5 separate regions of the Mus musculus genome follow, and all the other regions are linked to region 2. A link is a contact called in public HiChIP or PLAC-seq and promoter capture Hi-C data. All regions are on one chromosome and are shown on one strand. The core of a region is the stretch at or near the end of the contact, and the rest is flanking DNA. Distances in the headings are between cores, read along the strand shown. Region 1 has its middle 18 kb from the start of Nlrp12. Region 2 holds the start of Leng8 (leukocyte receptor cluster (LRC) member 8). Region 3 holds the start of Sbk2 (SH3-binding domain kinase family, member 2). Region 4 has its middle 17 kb from the start of Mir290a. Region 5 holds the start of Zfp784 (zinc finger protein 784).

What was found. Promoter capture Hi-C pulls out the DNA fragments that hold promoters and counts their contacts. HiChIP or PLAC-seq counts read pairs in DNA pulled down with a chosen protein or histone mark. Capture Hi-C pulls out chosen DNA fragments and counts their contacts.
Region 1: a contact with region 2 is called in a promoter capture Hi-C map of embryonic stem cells, with 2.2 times the contacts expected there. The contact joins the enhancer-like site here to the promoter of Leng8 in region 2. A contact is called at or near these places in 4 of 39 promoter capture datasets (cranial neural crest, embryonic stem cells, hippocampal neurons and 1 more), 1 of 115 datasets of contacts at active chromatin or transcription factors (bone marrow-derived macrophages) and 1 of 9 other capture datasets (liver).
Region 3: a promoter capture Hi-C map of liver shows a contact between it and region 2, with 5 times the contacts expected there. The contact joins the promoter of Sbk2 here to the promoter of Leng8 in region 2. A contact is called at or near these places in 5 of 39 promoter capture datasets (cranial neural crest, erythroid cells, liver and 1 more), 2 of 115 datasets of contacts at active chromatin or transcription factors (double positive thymocytes and large pre-B cells) and 3 of 9 other capture datasets (adipose tissue, liver and pancreatic islet).
Region 4: a contact with region 2 is called in an H3K27ac HiChIP or PLAC-seq map of trophoblast stem cells, with 8 read pairs. The contact joins the enhancer-like site here to the promoter of Leng8 in region 2. A contact is called at or near these places in 4 of 39 promoter capture datasets (cranial neural crest, embryonic stem cells, maxillary cranial neural crest and 1 more), 1 of 484 Hi-C or Micro-C datasets (the Ba/F3 cell line) and 2 of 115 datasets of contacts at active chromatin or transcription factors (astrocytes and trophoblast stem cells).
Region 5: a promoter capture Hi-C map of liver shows a contact between it and region 2, with 5 times the contacts expected there. The contact joins the promoter of Zfp784 here to the promoter of Leng8 in region 2. A contact is called at or near these places in 13 of 39 promoter capture datasets (the 3T3-L1 cell line, 3T3-L1-derived adipocytes, the HPC-7 cell line and 8 more), 3 of 484 Hi-C or Micro-C datasets (B cells, cardiomyocytes and liver), 2 of 115 datasets of contacts at active chromatin or transcription factors (fetal liver and thymic regulatory T cells) and 2 of 9 other capture datasets (adipose tissue and liver).

What each region holds. Positions count from the first base shown.
Region 1 is chr7:3,266,779-3,269,478 of GRCm38.p6, reverse strand. No RefSeq gene overlaps it. Among named protein-coding and RNA genes, the nearest start is that of Nlrp12, 18 kb to the right of the region's middle. Within about 2 kb of position 1,313, at least 24 of the 459 cell types and tissues checked have an H3K27ac peak or open chromatin away from gene starts, as enhancers often do. A contact at or near this core is called in embryonic stem cells and pre-B cells, where this site is marked.
Region 2 is chr7:4,136,188-4,138,887 of GRCm38.p6, reverse strand. Leng8 (leukocyte receptor cluster (LRC) member 8) reads right to left here and starts at 1,408. Exons shown (of 16, transcript NM_001374609.1): 1 at 1,269-1,408; 2 at 100-192. The coding sequence starts at 137. D030047H15Rik (RIKEN cDNA D030047H15 gene) reads left to right here and starts at 1,962. Exons shown (of 3, transcript NR_033548.1): 1 at 1,962-2,327.
Region 3 is chr7:4,963,023-4,965,722 of GRCm38.p6, reverse strand. It overlaps Sbk2 (SH3-binding domain kinase family, member 2), which reads left to right and starts at 1,317. Exons shown (of 4, transcript NM_001146329.2): 1 at 1,317-1,422; 2 at 2,538-2,700. The coding sequence starts at 2,540. Sbk3 (SH3 domain binding kinase family, member 3) reads left to right here. Exons shown (of 4, transcript NM_001200041.1): 4 at 1-463.
Region 4 is chr7:3,200,142-3,202,841 of GRCm38.p6, reverse strand. No RefSeq gene overlaps it. Among named protein-coding and RNA genes, the nearest start is that of Mir290a, 17 kb to the left of the region's middle. RefSeq lists a cis regulatory region at 1-2,700. Within about 2 kb of position 1,326, at least 46 of the 459 cell types and tissues checked have an H3K27ac peak or open chromatin away from gene starts, as enhancers often do. A contact at or near this core is called in embryonic stem cells, stem cell-derived epiblast-like cells and trophoblast stem cells, where this site is marked.
Region 5 is chr7:5,037,039-5,039,738 of GRCm38.p6, reverse strand. It overlaps Zfp784 (zinc finger protein 784), which reads left to right and starts at 1,293. Exons shown (of 2, transcript NM_001039532.2): 1 at 1,293-1,404. The coding sequence starts at 1,327. It also overlaps a transcript of Zfp580 not described here.

The DNA of each region.
Region 1 (2,700 bases), core at 64-2,563, 870 kb after region 2:
TACTGTCCCCAAAGTGTAACCGCATCTTCACTCATTTGATTGATACTTTCTTCCACATTGTCATGTTTTCTGCATTCCTGCAACAACCCCTTTCTTCAGTGAAAGCTTTCTTTGATATCCAGCTCTGCACACGTCCACCACCCACCTCCCATGCCTGTTCTCACCCGTTCTCAGAGGAGCTGCTCCCTACCACAAGGGCTTTTTCACTTTCTTCCAACACAAAAGCTCAGCCTCCTTTGCCTAGCCTTCGTTCTTATTCATTTATTTGTTTACTTCACTATTTATTCTAGTTTTTCGAGACAGGGTTTCTTTGTACAGCTCTGGAACTCACTCTATAGATGAGGCTGGGCTTGAACTCATAGAGATCCGCCTGCCTCTGCTTCCCAAGTGCTGGGATTAAAGGCCCAGCTGCCTAATTCTTATTCTTTCTTATTTATTTGTTCATTTATTTATTTATTAGTTGGGTTTTCTGTGTATTTCTCGAACTCACTTTGTAGATTTTGCTGGCCTCGAACTCAGAGATCTGGCAACCTCTGCCTAGGAGTGCTGGGATCAAAGGTGCGCACCACCATGTCCAGCCTAGCCCCTCATTCTCCCCTTACGTTTTCCGCTCTCCTTCTAGCACTTTACCTGATCAACAGTGCATTTATCCTTCACACTCTTTCCTCTTGACTCTTGATCCCTCATCCTCGTCCAGCCTTGTGCAAAGCTGATCTTTATCACATATATCTGTTCTCTGACCTCTGGTTCCACCTTCATTGCTTCCTGACCTCACTCACTCTTGCTCTGTCTCTCTTCTGAATGGAACCAGCGGTTACACAGTTCTTGGAGAAACCAAACAGTTGGAGAAAACAAAACAAAACCCTCAACTCTCTCCAAAACACAAAAATCCAAACAAGTTCCCACAGAGAAACGCTTGAAGGAGGTTGAGTTAGTCAGTCCCTTAGGGATGACTGCGGGTTTTACAACTGTTCTTTGTCCCCAGGGACAAAGAGGAATTAGGGAACAGAGAAAAAAAAAGTCCCTCCTTTCACACTGGGGTGTGATCTCTCAAGGGCCTCAAAGGCTTGCTTTCCCTTCCTTCCTTCTTTCTTTCTTTCTTTCTTTCTTTCTTTCTTTCTTTCTTTCTTTCTTTCTTTCTTTCTTTCTTTCTTTCTTTCTTTCTTTCTGTTTGCCTGTTGCCTTTCCGATCCCTTCCAATCTCCTCTCTGTCTCTGTTTTTTATTTTTGTTACATTCTATCTCAGATCTGTATCTTTCCCTCCCTCTAGCCCTCTGACCACTTGTTTCTCCCCAGCTGCCTCTCTTCACCATCTCTAGTCCTGCCCCGGTCTTACTTTACAGAGTCTGACTGTCTTTGGGTGTCTGCGCCTGTTTCCCTTTGGAGACTCTCCCTTGGGCCCATTTCCTGTCACGTGCCTCTGTAGAAAACCTCCAGAAAGAGAACTTTGACACTTCATGATAAAGGGGACTAATAAATTCCAGGAAAAAATCGTTACTTCGGAGGGGAGTCTCACTGTGTAGCGCAGGCTAGCCTCCAACTCATAATAATCCTGCCTCAATTGCCCGTGAGCGTAGATTAAAGGCTTGCACCATGGTGCCAGCCCTCTCCTGCTTTGTGGTCTCTATTCAACCCATTTCTAGAAAGCTGGGGGCCACAGAGCAGAAGAAAATAACTAAAGATGTAGAGGAGGAGAGCCTTGTGCAGGACTCACCATAAACTTTTTTTGTTTTGTTTTGTTTTTTGTTTTTCGAGACAGGGTTTCTCTGTATACCCTGGCTGTCCTGGAACTCACTTTATAGACCAGGCTGGCCTCAAACTCAGAAATCCACCTGCCTCTGCCTCCTGAGTGTTGGGAGAGCATGTGCCACCATAGACTTTTTATGGGCTACCATAGACTTTTTAATGAGGCTAGAATAGGGTTATTGAAGAAGTAGTGGGTGGTCAAATTGCAGAGGTCAGTTCAGGAACTTTAGAAAATTCCACAGGACCCCTCCCCTTCTGGAAGAGAAATGTCATAAGATAATAGGCACCCCTCGCTCCGGAAGGGAGGGGCTAATTACATTCCTCAGACCACAGGGAGGAGGGACGGACCACTGGCTTAACCAATGAGCCAACTTTCTAGCACCCAACAGAAGATATACTATAAACAAACAAACAAACAAACAAACAAATAAAAGTCCCCATGGGCAACATCTGAAAGAAGTCAAGTTAATCACTCAAACTTTTGTTATTCACGGGAAAAGAGTGAAACAAATTTAGATGTTCTCTGGGTCCCTAAGGCCTGAGGCTTTGGGGAAGCTGAGGGCAAGTTTATACTGGTTCCTGTAATAACTGTGTCTCAGGAGCCCAGGCTAGCTCAGTGTCTCCCAAAGACCTGAAAGGCTTTCTTTGTCTCTCTCTTTGCCTTCCTGTGGGCTTTTGATCCCTTCCCTTCTCCAGCCGCTGTTCTTTATTTTTCTTGTCTTCTGTCTTCCTCCAGTCTGTGTCTTCCCTTTGCTACTGGCTCTCTGACCACTCCTTGCTGTGTGTTTTCCCCTAGTTGCCTCTTGTCCCCATGTCTATCTCTGTGGACCCTCCCTCCCTGCTCTTGTCTCAACCTTCTCAATGCTGAGACCCTTTAATACAGCTCCTCATGTTGTGGAGACCCCCAACCATAAATTTATTTTCATTGCTACTTCATAACTTTAATTTTGCTAC
Region 2 (2,700 bases), core at 159-2,658:
TCCTAGCCCCCACAATGAGCATTTTTCCCCCAAGCTGTGCAAGGACCCGTTGTGTCTTGTTCCTCTTGCAATGGGCTGTGTTCCCTTAGCCCTACTAACCAGTCTGCAGCACGCTGATCACCCACGTTGGCCGCCATCTGGACCTTGGGGTGTAGGGAATAGACCTCGGGAGCCAGGCTGCTTTTTAAATGTCTATAAGAAAAGAGATCAATTAGCCCCAAGAGAAGATAGGCTAGAAAGAGAGGGTATCTCATAGAAGGGAACACTGGCAAAGAATGGAAAGGAAAGCAAGTGTGGTGGCTCATGACCATAATGCCAGCAATCTTTTGGGAGTTCCAATACCCATCTGGGCTACAAGTTACAGTCCTGTCTCAAAAACAAACAGCTTAAAGAATCAGAATCAGTTCCTAGTGTGGAGTGAAGAGACCTGAGCATGAAAGGAAACACCTCCCTTGGAGGCCGAGACTAGCCTGTAGGATATGAAAATGAAAGACAAAGAAGCTGAGACTTGCATTACGAGTGTGGCTGTGAGGGAGACCTGACTCAAGTGGTGGATGCAGAAACCTCAGTCCTGGATAGGAAATCTAAAGATACTTCTACTACAGCAAGAGGAAGGCTCTCCAGTGACTGAAGTACTAGCTACAAAGAAGTTTGGGGAGAGGGAAGCCTTTGGGGATACTCTGAGGAGGAAGGAATTGAGACTGGGAGAACACTGGAGAATAGAGCAAAGTTTTCAAAGAAAAAGGTAAAGTATGGATATCCCGCTGAGCAGCCAGGTGAAGGTGCAGGAGACTCCTTCCTGTGAAGTCACTGCCTGGCAGCACCTACCAGACTCAGATCAATTACAGTCTCCAGACTTGTATGGGATGTTCCTAGGAGTGGGAGTTGGTTTGGGAGCAAACAAGTGGCAATTACTCAAGTAAGGTGTCTGCAGATAACAGAGGCCCACAACATTCTTAAACTATTAGGGGTGGGGTGGATAGTACCATAAGAAATAGGATGGGTTGAGCACCGTGCCAACAGGGCTGGAGCGGTCCAAACAACAGGATTTACAGAAAAGAAGCCTATTGGAGAAACTGAAACCCTTATAGGAAGCCTAAGGGGCACTGACAGGTCTCAAAGGCCTTTAAAAAACCCAATCCGTTGGGTGGTATCAAGGGGTCCTAACTAGGGATGCACAAAAGAGAGCCTCGTGTTCGTAACTGGTATTAGGAGTAAGGGGTCTGATTTACAGACGAGAACAACACGGACTGTAAGCTCAGAAGCACCTGGCTGTCCCGCAGGCATGGAGTCCACGACGCTAGGTGGAGGTTGAGGCCGCCCTGAACACAAGCGACCTCCCTTGTCCCCCGCGACCAGCCACCGGCCGGGCCGCGCTTGCGCACCACGCTGCGAGGGTGGCCTCTCTGGGTTGCCCTAGGCAACAGGAAGGCCAGCGTAACAGCGGGTCAATGGAGCCCGCAAGGGGTGCGTCTAGGGCACTAGGGACCGCAGGGTTCCCAGGGCCAGTAGCAGAGCGGACGCGGACGCGCACGCGCACGTAGGGGAGCCGCCCCCTCCCCCCCCCAGCGTACACCCGGCGCGCATGCGCAGAGGCGCTCCGGCGGCCACACCCTTCAAAGACGCAGGGCGCGGCGTCGGTTGGCCTTACCAAACAGGCCAGGGCTCGCGGAGCGCGGAGCCCGAAGGCGTCCCTGTGCTCGCCCGCCAGGCCTCCCACTACTACCCACACTCACTAGGACCGCTCGCTCCCGGGACTCGTTACCGGCGGTCCAAGGCAGCTTCAAGACAACCAAGACAGCGCTCAGTCACCGGCTGGCTCTAGTCTGGGGCTCGAACGTCCTGACCGTGGCGTGATGACGTTACCCGGACGTCTGTCCCCGCCCTGTGTCGCGCACAGCCAATAGACGTCACCGCTCGGCTTGAACCGCCCACCACACGTCTCGCGAACGCAGTCGCGTGTTGGCGTTTGTCAGCAAGCCGGAAGCTGGCCCTAGACGGTGGCCCCGTGGGGACAAGTACCTCCCAGCCTCTCGTGCGCGCTCACAACAGCTTAGTTTTGACTCAGCAGTCAATAGTCTCTCAGATGTAACGCATAGGGACAGGAGTTGTGAGGCTGCGCACTGCGCTAGGACGATTTAAAATAAATGAATATATAAGCGGGTGGAGGGAAATGGGATAAGGTGAATCCTCCCTTGGAAGGTTTATTTAGTGAGTAAAATTGGAAAGGCGCACCTGGCGTAGGGAACAGCGAGTGCGAACCAAAGGAAGCGGGAAACGCGTCGCTTGAGGAATGGGAGTAGCCACTGGACTGTGACGCTGGAAAGGTACCTTGTAGGGTGTTGGGATGGTGAGATCTGCTCGGAGTGGCAGCTAGCAGAACTGTATCTTTTAGGATCAGGATGGCCCTGGAACTCAGAAACCCGCCTCCCTCTTAATGGGATTAAGGTGTGGGCCGCCACTTAAAGCTCACTGTTTACAGTAGGAGTGATTGAATTATGCAGCCCAACTTGGGATCTCCCGTTAAAATAATTGATAAGACTACCTTCTTATCAATTATTGTTCATCAATTGACCAGTTTCCAGTCTCACATTGTACAAGCAACTTTTGGTAATTAAACAACACTTGGATAACTCTGTATCATTTGCTAGTGTTAGCTTGGTAGGTTTCTTCCCATCTCTTTTTTATAATGAACTTTTA
Region 3 (2,700 bases), core at 68-2,567, 830 kb before region 2:
CACTAGGTGGCAGAGGGTAACCTCGAACTTCTGATCATCCTTCGTCCACCTCTCAATGCTGGGATTACAGGCCTGTGTTATGATGGAGATTTACACAGTGGTGGATATGAGCTTCCAGAGGTTCATGCAGGGAAAACAAAGACTGCAGCCAGAACTATAATCCCAACCAGGAACCTACACTTTCTAGATTTAACAGTGAGTTCACCAAATGAACCATGGTGCCCCGGACTGGACTTGGGAACAGGAAAAGGACCTTGAGGACAAAGATGGTGGGTAGGATGGATGACTATTGTTGAAAGCTTTGCTAATTTAGTGATGAATCTTGGGTAAGATGCTGACCTTGGGGCAAGCTGTGTGAAGGGTCCAAGGGACCTTGGCAACTGTGTGTCTTTTACAACTGTGTGACCTTTGTGATTGTTTTTGTAAAACTAAAAATATCTACAAAATAAAAAGTGTATTTTGGACAATGAAGTGAACCCACGTGGTTCTCGGTGCTTTAAACCCAACAGCTGTCCCGCAAAAGGGGTACAGTCATCCTCGATCCCCAGCTGCTCTGCCACCTGTTTCTGGTCCCCAGTCTGAGGTCATTTCTCATGACATCATTTTAGAATCCTCTCTTATTTTGTTCCTAAACAGGACCCCAGTGCATGGCTCCTGGATACACCTCTCAAAAGATTTGTTTGTCAACAGGGCGCCAGAGTCAGGAGCTGAGGAACAGAGCAGATGGGATCAGATTAAAGAAAATCCGAGACCTTTTGAGGGAAGAGGCCAGGGGCTGCACCCCTAGATCTGAAAGAAGGCTAGGGTCAAGATCCTTGGGTCAAATGGAGGAGCGCTGGATTCCTGAGTTTGAGGAAAGCAGTTTCGTTCCGGGGATTCCGGGCCTGAGGAAGATGGCTGGGGTCTAGAATCCTGGGCCTGAGAGAGGAAGGCTGCTCCGGATCCTTGAGTCTGAGGGAGGAGGGCTGGGGGAGGGGATCTTGGATATAAGGGAGAGAGGATGGTACCTAGACCCTCTCTAGTCTGAAATAGGAGGGATGCATTCTAGATTCTTCCATCTGAGGAATGAAGACTGGAGTGTGGACTCTGAAAGAGAGGAAGCAGAGCTGGGGTTTGCATTTCTGGGTCTGATAGAAGGCTTCCTGAACCCTTGGGTCCAAGGGAGGAGAGCTAAGCCACACTGGTGTGGTCCAGCCACAGCCAGTACTAGGATTCAACACACGATGTCGCTCTGCCCCCAATGGGGGGCAGAAGGGGCGGGGCAGAGGGCGGAGCTTTACGAACCCCCAGAGTGAGGGCGGGACTTGCTCCTGAGCAGTCTGATGCTGGCAGGAACCCCCGAAGTGCAAGGCGCTAACTGCAGTAGGCAGAAAGGGATCAGACAAGCCTTGGAGAAGGCGAAGTCTGGAGCTCTGAGCCCAGGTCAGAAGTAGGGCAAGGTTAACCGGCCTGAGGGAAGGCTGCAGTTGAACAGGAAAACAGGTGGCAAGAGTCCTGGCCCCTCGACAGGACAAGAGACACCTTGAAGCAATCGAGTGCTTTAGTGTTGGGGACAGAATCCAAGGCCCAAGTTGTGTGAGTTTTAGAAGTTCCTGGGACAGTAATAAGTTATGATTTGAAGCCCTAGTCTGAGGGAGGAGGGCTGAGGGCTGGAACCCTGGGTCTAAGGGAGGAGGCCCGAAGTCTGGAAGCTTGGGTCTGAAGGAGGAGAGCCGAGGTCTGGGACCTTGGATCTGAGGGTAGATGGATGGGGCCTGGAGTCCTGGATCTGAGGAGGGAGGGCTGGGGTCTGAGCCCTGAATTCGAAGGAGGAGGGTTGGGGTCTATTTCTCTGGGTGCTGGGGTCTCGAGCCCTGGGTCTAGGGATAAGCTTCTGAGCTGTGAGACTTGAACCACAAAATGATTGAGTGCTAAAGGCTTGGGACAGGTCCAAGTGACAGCTACAGGCAGGACCCGGGTGTCCCAAGCTGTGGAGAGCCCCACCCTTCCCTGGAGGCAGAGAGCACCTGTTTTCTCTTTGGAGAGAAACCGCTCATCCACTCTGGGCCCAAGTCTGTTTGCTTTGGAAACAAGATGGGGGGTGTCTCGATGACTTGGTTCATCTTTCACCCTCAGGCCACCAGGTGGCAGTGGGAATGGGGGGGGGGCATCTGACCTCTCAGTTGACCTCACCTCACACAAGTGACTGTTTTCCACTCCTCAGGGTCTCTTACTGAATGGAAATGAGTCACAATAAGAAGTGGTGATGAGAAAGTCCAGGTCTAGACTTCTTCCTCAAACCTAGAGTCCATACCCCAGCCCTCCTCCCTCAGACCCAGGAGTCCAGCCCTCAGCCCTCCTCCCTTAAACCTTGAGGTCCAGACTGTGGTCCCCTTCCCTCAGACTCTGGAGCCCAGACCCTGGCCCTCCTCCCTTGGACCCAGGAATCTAGACCCAGCCCTCACCCCTCAGAAGTCAGGTTTCCTTGCTCTTCCTCCCCTAGGCATAGGCTAGCGAGCTCTGAGTCCTGGGTCACAGTCCTTTTGTCTGTCTTGCAGAAATGCCAGGCAAACAGTCAGAAGACAAGCCAATGGAAGTGTCAACTGTGGAGGATGGAGGTGATGAAGGCCTGGGAGGCCTAACGGTAGAGGAGCTGCAGCAGGGGCAGGAGGCTGCTCTGGCCTTGGAGGACATGATGGCTCTGAGTGCCCAGACCCTGGT
Region 4 (2,700 bases), core at 77-2,576, 940 kb after region 2:
CAGACCAGAAGAGGGTGTCAGATCTTATTACAGGGATGGTTGTGAGCCACCATGTGGTTGCTGGGAATTGAACTCAGTACTTCTGCTGGCTCGATTTGAACTCAGGACCCCCAGGAGAGTAGTCTTACCTGCTGAGCCATCTCACTAGCCCCAGTTTTGGTTTTTCAAAATAGGGTTTCTCTGTGTAGGCCTGGCTGTTCTGGAATTTGCTCCATAGACCATGGCCTCAAACACAGAGAACCACTTGCATGTGTGTGTGTGTTTATTTTCGGTAGGGTTTCACTGTGTAGACCAGGGAGGCCTTGAATTCAAAGAGATCTATCTCCTGACCTTAAATACACATGGCACCACCTCTGGAAGTTTTTGTTTTGCTTGCATGGTACTGAATCTCATATAATTCTGCCTGGCTTGAAACTAGTTGTCTAGTCAAGTATGACCTCAAATTCCTGATCCTCTTGTTTTTCTACCTGAATGCTCGGATAACAGGCATTTGCCACTATGCCTGCTATATACAGTTTCTTTCAGACAAGGTCTTACTGTCTAGCACAGAGTGCCTTGGGATTTACAGTAATTCTCCTGCCTCAGCCTGTTAAGTGCTAGAATAAGAGACAGGAGTCACCAACCAGTTATTGGTTTTTTTTTTTTTTTTTTGGTTTTTTGTTTTTTTTGAGACAGGGTTTCTCTGTGTAGCCCTGGCTGTCCTGGAACTCACTCAGGCTGGCCTCAAACTCATAAATCCGCCTGCCTCTGCCTCTGCCTTCCAAGTGGTGCTGGGATTAAAGGCCTGTGCCACCACCACCTGGCTTATTGTGGTTTTGAGAGAGAGCCTCTCCGAGTAGAGGCTGTCCTGAAATTGCTATATAGAGCAGGAGAGGCCTTGAACTCACAGACATCCTCCTGCCTTCGACTCTCAAATACTGGCTTAAAGATGCCTATCACCACACCTGGCCCCAGTTATGTTTTAGATACAGAGTCTATTTTTTTATGTGGTCCAAACTGGCTTCAAACTTTCTCCTACTTTTTTCTCTCTCAGGACTCTGTTTTCCAAGGGCTGGTATTATACCAGGAGTCACCTTGCAGACCAGACTCAAACTACAGCACAGTTGCTTCGTTTTGTTCTCTCAGGCTGGCAGCCAGCCCTGCCCCCACCAGCCCTGAAGTCAGGAGTCCTCCTAACTTTACTCTTTGCGTAAGGATCTAGAGATCTGGACTCACACAAAGACTTTAGACAGATAGAATTCCCACTGAGTCTCCTGCTTCCTGCCAGATCTCAGCTCTGCAGATTTCAGAGCTGATACGGGAAGGAGTGCCGGGCTGTGGGCCCCAGGCAGCTTTCTCTGCCTTCAGATTGCCCAGGTTCCAGGAAATAATGCGGGGAGGTGTGATGTGCTCGGCTCCTTTGGCCCGGTTCAGTCCAGTCTAAACTGACTCGATAAAGAGGCCTTCTACTCCACCCAGCCAGAATTTCACACCTGCCTCTGCCCCAGGAGATCCCCTCATTGTTTTCAGTAAGGAATGCTTTGCATGTGTGTGTGACCTGGTCTCACTATGTAGGCCTGGCCTGCCTGGAACTCACAGAAACACCCTGCCCTTAAGTCTCGAGTGGCAGGAATAAGCCATTCACCACCACATTTTGAAAAAGCACGTTGTGCTTGATTTAAACCCTGAGCTGCGCTCCCGATCCTCTATCACTGCGTTCCTTGGGTGGGATCTTTTCTCTCTTGCTTTAACTTTGACTTAAAAACCCGAATTACAGGCAGGCTGACAAGGCCACCTGGAATGTCAGTGCGTTTGAGGGCTCCCAAATGTTACGTTTTTTACTTGTTAAAGTAAGTAGTGCTTTAATAACAGAGCTTTCTCCCCAAGACACAGTATCACGATGTAGTCCTGGCTGACAGCTACCCCCAGACATGTGCTTGCCATCTAAGTGCTGAGATTGAAAAAAAAAAAAACCAAAATAGCTCTTCTCTCTGTCTCTCTCTCCCTCCTCTCCCCATTCTCCTCCCCCTCTCTCCACGTGCCCCCCCCACTCTCTCTGCCTTTCTGTCTCTACTACCTTCAACTCCCCTGCCCATGCCCTAAATAAACTCTATTCTATACTAAAAAATGTGTTACTAGGCACAAGCAAGTCCAAGTCTCCCTGTCTCTGTCTTCCTCCTCCTCCTCTTCCTCTTCTTCCTCCTCTTCCTCCTTTTTAAAATGTCAGGGATTCTCTGTGTAGCCCTGGCTGTCCTGGAATTTTCGGTGAGCTCCCTGCTTCTGCCTCCTGAGTGCTGGGATTAAAGGTGTGCACCACCATGCCCGGCACACCTTCATTTTTAAAATTCAGGATTTTACCATGCTTAGGCTGCCCTCAATCAACTCTATAGCCAGGTAGGCTTTGACATGGCTAACTTTCTTCCACACCCTAGGGACAATTGTGTGCAGCTCAGCTTGGCTTCTTTAGCACAGATCTGTACTCCCAGGCCCCAGGCATCCCACATCCCTCCTTTCCAGGGAGAGGGAAAGCCATTTTCCCTTGGCTGCTGCTTTGTTGCTGGGACCACTGTCTAGTACCTGGTGATGAAGTTGGTTTTCACAGTATGGTAGAAGAGAGACTGATCACACACCCATGAAAACCCATATATACATTTATATTGCTAAGGACAGAACAAACAGCCTCACTGTATATGTCCATGGGATCCAAAGAATCAGGCATAC
Region 5 (2,700 bases), core at 44-2,543, 900 kb before region 2:
CAAGTGGTGGACAGACAGAGCACCCATACGAGGAGGAGGGAGGGGGAGGGGGAAGGAAGGAAGAAGAAGAAGAAAGAAGGAAGAGGAGGGAGGAAGGGAGGGAGGAAGGAAAGAGGGACAGAGGGAAGGAAGGAGGAGGAGACCTTTAAAAATCAAAATAGAGTTCAAGGCCAGCATAGACTACATAAGTTTGAGGTCACCTTACTGTATGGGGCGTAGTCAGAAGGTAGGAAACAAGGAATGAGTGAAAATAGGAAGAGAAGCCAGGCAGTGGTGGCCCATGCCTTTAATCCCTGCACTGGGGGGGGCAGAGGCAGGTGGATTTCTGAGTTCGAGGCCAGCCTGGTCTACAGAGTGAGTTCCAGGACAGCCAAGGCTACACAGAAAAACCCTGTCTCGAAAACAAAAACAAAAAAAGAAAGAAAGAAAATCCCATAAGGAAACCCTGTCTCAAAAAAAAAAAAAAAAAAAAAAAAAAAAAAAAAAAAAAGGAGGAGGAGGAGATGATCACAGAAGTGTCCTGACTTATCAAGTCACAAAGTCAGGCCCTAGAGTGAGTTTAACTCTCAAAAGAGCCCTGTCCTTAGTGCTGCCGAAAACCCTCTTTGAGCTCTTTTCTCCCAAACATCACAGCAACTGAGAGGGGTTAGCTTCCGTCTGGAATCTTACCTGAGCTCATGAGTCTCCTCCTCCTTCTTTTTTTAAAATTGGTTATTTTCTTTATTTACATTTCAAATGTTATCCCCTTTCCGGGTTCCCCGACCCCCCACTCCCGAATGAGTCTCATTCTTGACACAGACTTAGAAAACCTCCCATTCATAAACTGAACCGCTACCTTTTGCACCATGAATTGAAAGTAACCTCAGAAACGTTAGAATCTCCCATGCCTTTAAGTTCACATAAGCAAACTTCGGGCTCACCTGCAGTTAGTTTTAAAAGGGGATTTGGAAGGCCGATCATTATGGCTCAGAGGCCAGCAGATTTCTGTGAGTTCGAGGCCATCTTGGTCTGCAAAGAGAGTTCTAGGCCAGACAGGAATACATAGTGAAAACATGCCTAAACAATAAAAAGTGGGGAGACATTGGAATGCGTCGCTAGGGTGTGGCCGACCTTCCAGCTGCAAGTTCAGTCAGCCCATGCGGAGGACCGACAGGTTTTGAAGACCTTTTGCCGGATTCCGCCTATCCTACCCCGCCAGGGCCCCGCTCATCTACCGGTTATGATCCCGCCCCTCGTCGACCTGCCCCGCGCTTGCGCAGCGCCGCCAGCCCGGCCCCGCCCTTCGCGGAGCAATCTTTGCCCTCAGGGACCGGGCTTAGGTACAAGATGGCCGCCGCGCGCCCGGATCCCCCGATTCCGAGCTCACCGACCCGGGAGTCGCCATCCCCGGAGCCGCCGGACCTGGTGCGGGCGACGAAGGGGTCTGGGCCGGGGGTTCACAGCGAAGAAGATCGCAGGGCAAGGGGCGGGGTCAAGGCGGGGCCTAGAACAATTGGGCGGGGGTATGGTAACCCTCTGGGGCGGGGTTTAGGGAGGAGCCTATGGGGAATGAGGAGCGAGGCCTGGTTGAGGCGGGTCTTGAAGACAGCTTGTGTCTTGGGCTTGGTTGGGTCCAGGGAGAGGACAAGGGAGCTTGCATAAAGAAGTGTGGCATCTTAAGAGGGGCGGGGCACCAGGGAAATTATAGGGCTAGTGGATGGTTGGGAAGGTGACCCCAAAGGAGAGCTATAATTCGGTCACCGTGTTGGGATGGCATGTGATGATACAAGGACTGACTGCCTTACAAATGCCCAAGGGAGGAGAAATGGGTGCTTCGGATGACTTTAGAACTTATAACTAGTAACTGGAAAGTAACTGAAAATATTGGTTCATTCAGCAAACATTTAAAGCTCCAGGGGACCAAAATGGACAACGATTGCGTCCTCTTGCAACTTGCAGTCTTATGAGGAGAAAAAGTGACGATAAAGAGTATTGTAATATGTCCTATAAGAGAAATAAAAGGTGCACTTAAGAGTGGGGGTGGAGCAAGCTAAATTTAAATGGCAGAAGTCAGCTGGGTGCCGGCTTATGGTTGCAATGTAGTCAGTGAGATAAGCAGGATCCAGATCGTGTTGGATATTATAGGAAGGACACGAGGTTTTAAGTGCAATCGGAGGACTTGGAGTGGCGAAATGTCATGACCTCATTTGCATTTTCCAAAGTCCATTTAGGGTGCTCTAGAAGAGGTGGATAATGAGGGGCAGAAGCAGGAACAGGGGTTACCTCTGAGTGGTGTTTTTCATTCTAAGGGGGGAATTATGAGACTTTTAACTAGTACAGAGGAGAGGTACCACCGTGTCTGTGGTATATTTGGGTCAAGAAGGGGAAATGCCAGAACAAGGATCCATCAAAAATTCGGTATCATGGATAACAGGGTTAAGAAATCAAGGGATACGGCTGGAGAGATGGCTCAGCATTTAAGAGCCCTGGCTGCACTTTTAGAGGTTCAGTTCCGGGCATCCGCATGGAGGCTCACAACCACCTGTGACTCCATTCCTAGAGGATCTGACCCTCACTCCTGACCTCCATGGACAGTGACACACACAGTGAACACACATGCAGGCTCTCACACAGAACAGAACATGAAATACTTGGGCTTGATGGCAAGCGCACGCCTTTAATCCCAGCACTTGGGAGGCAGAGGCAGGCAGACCTTTGTGA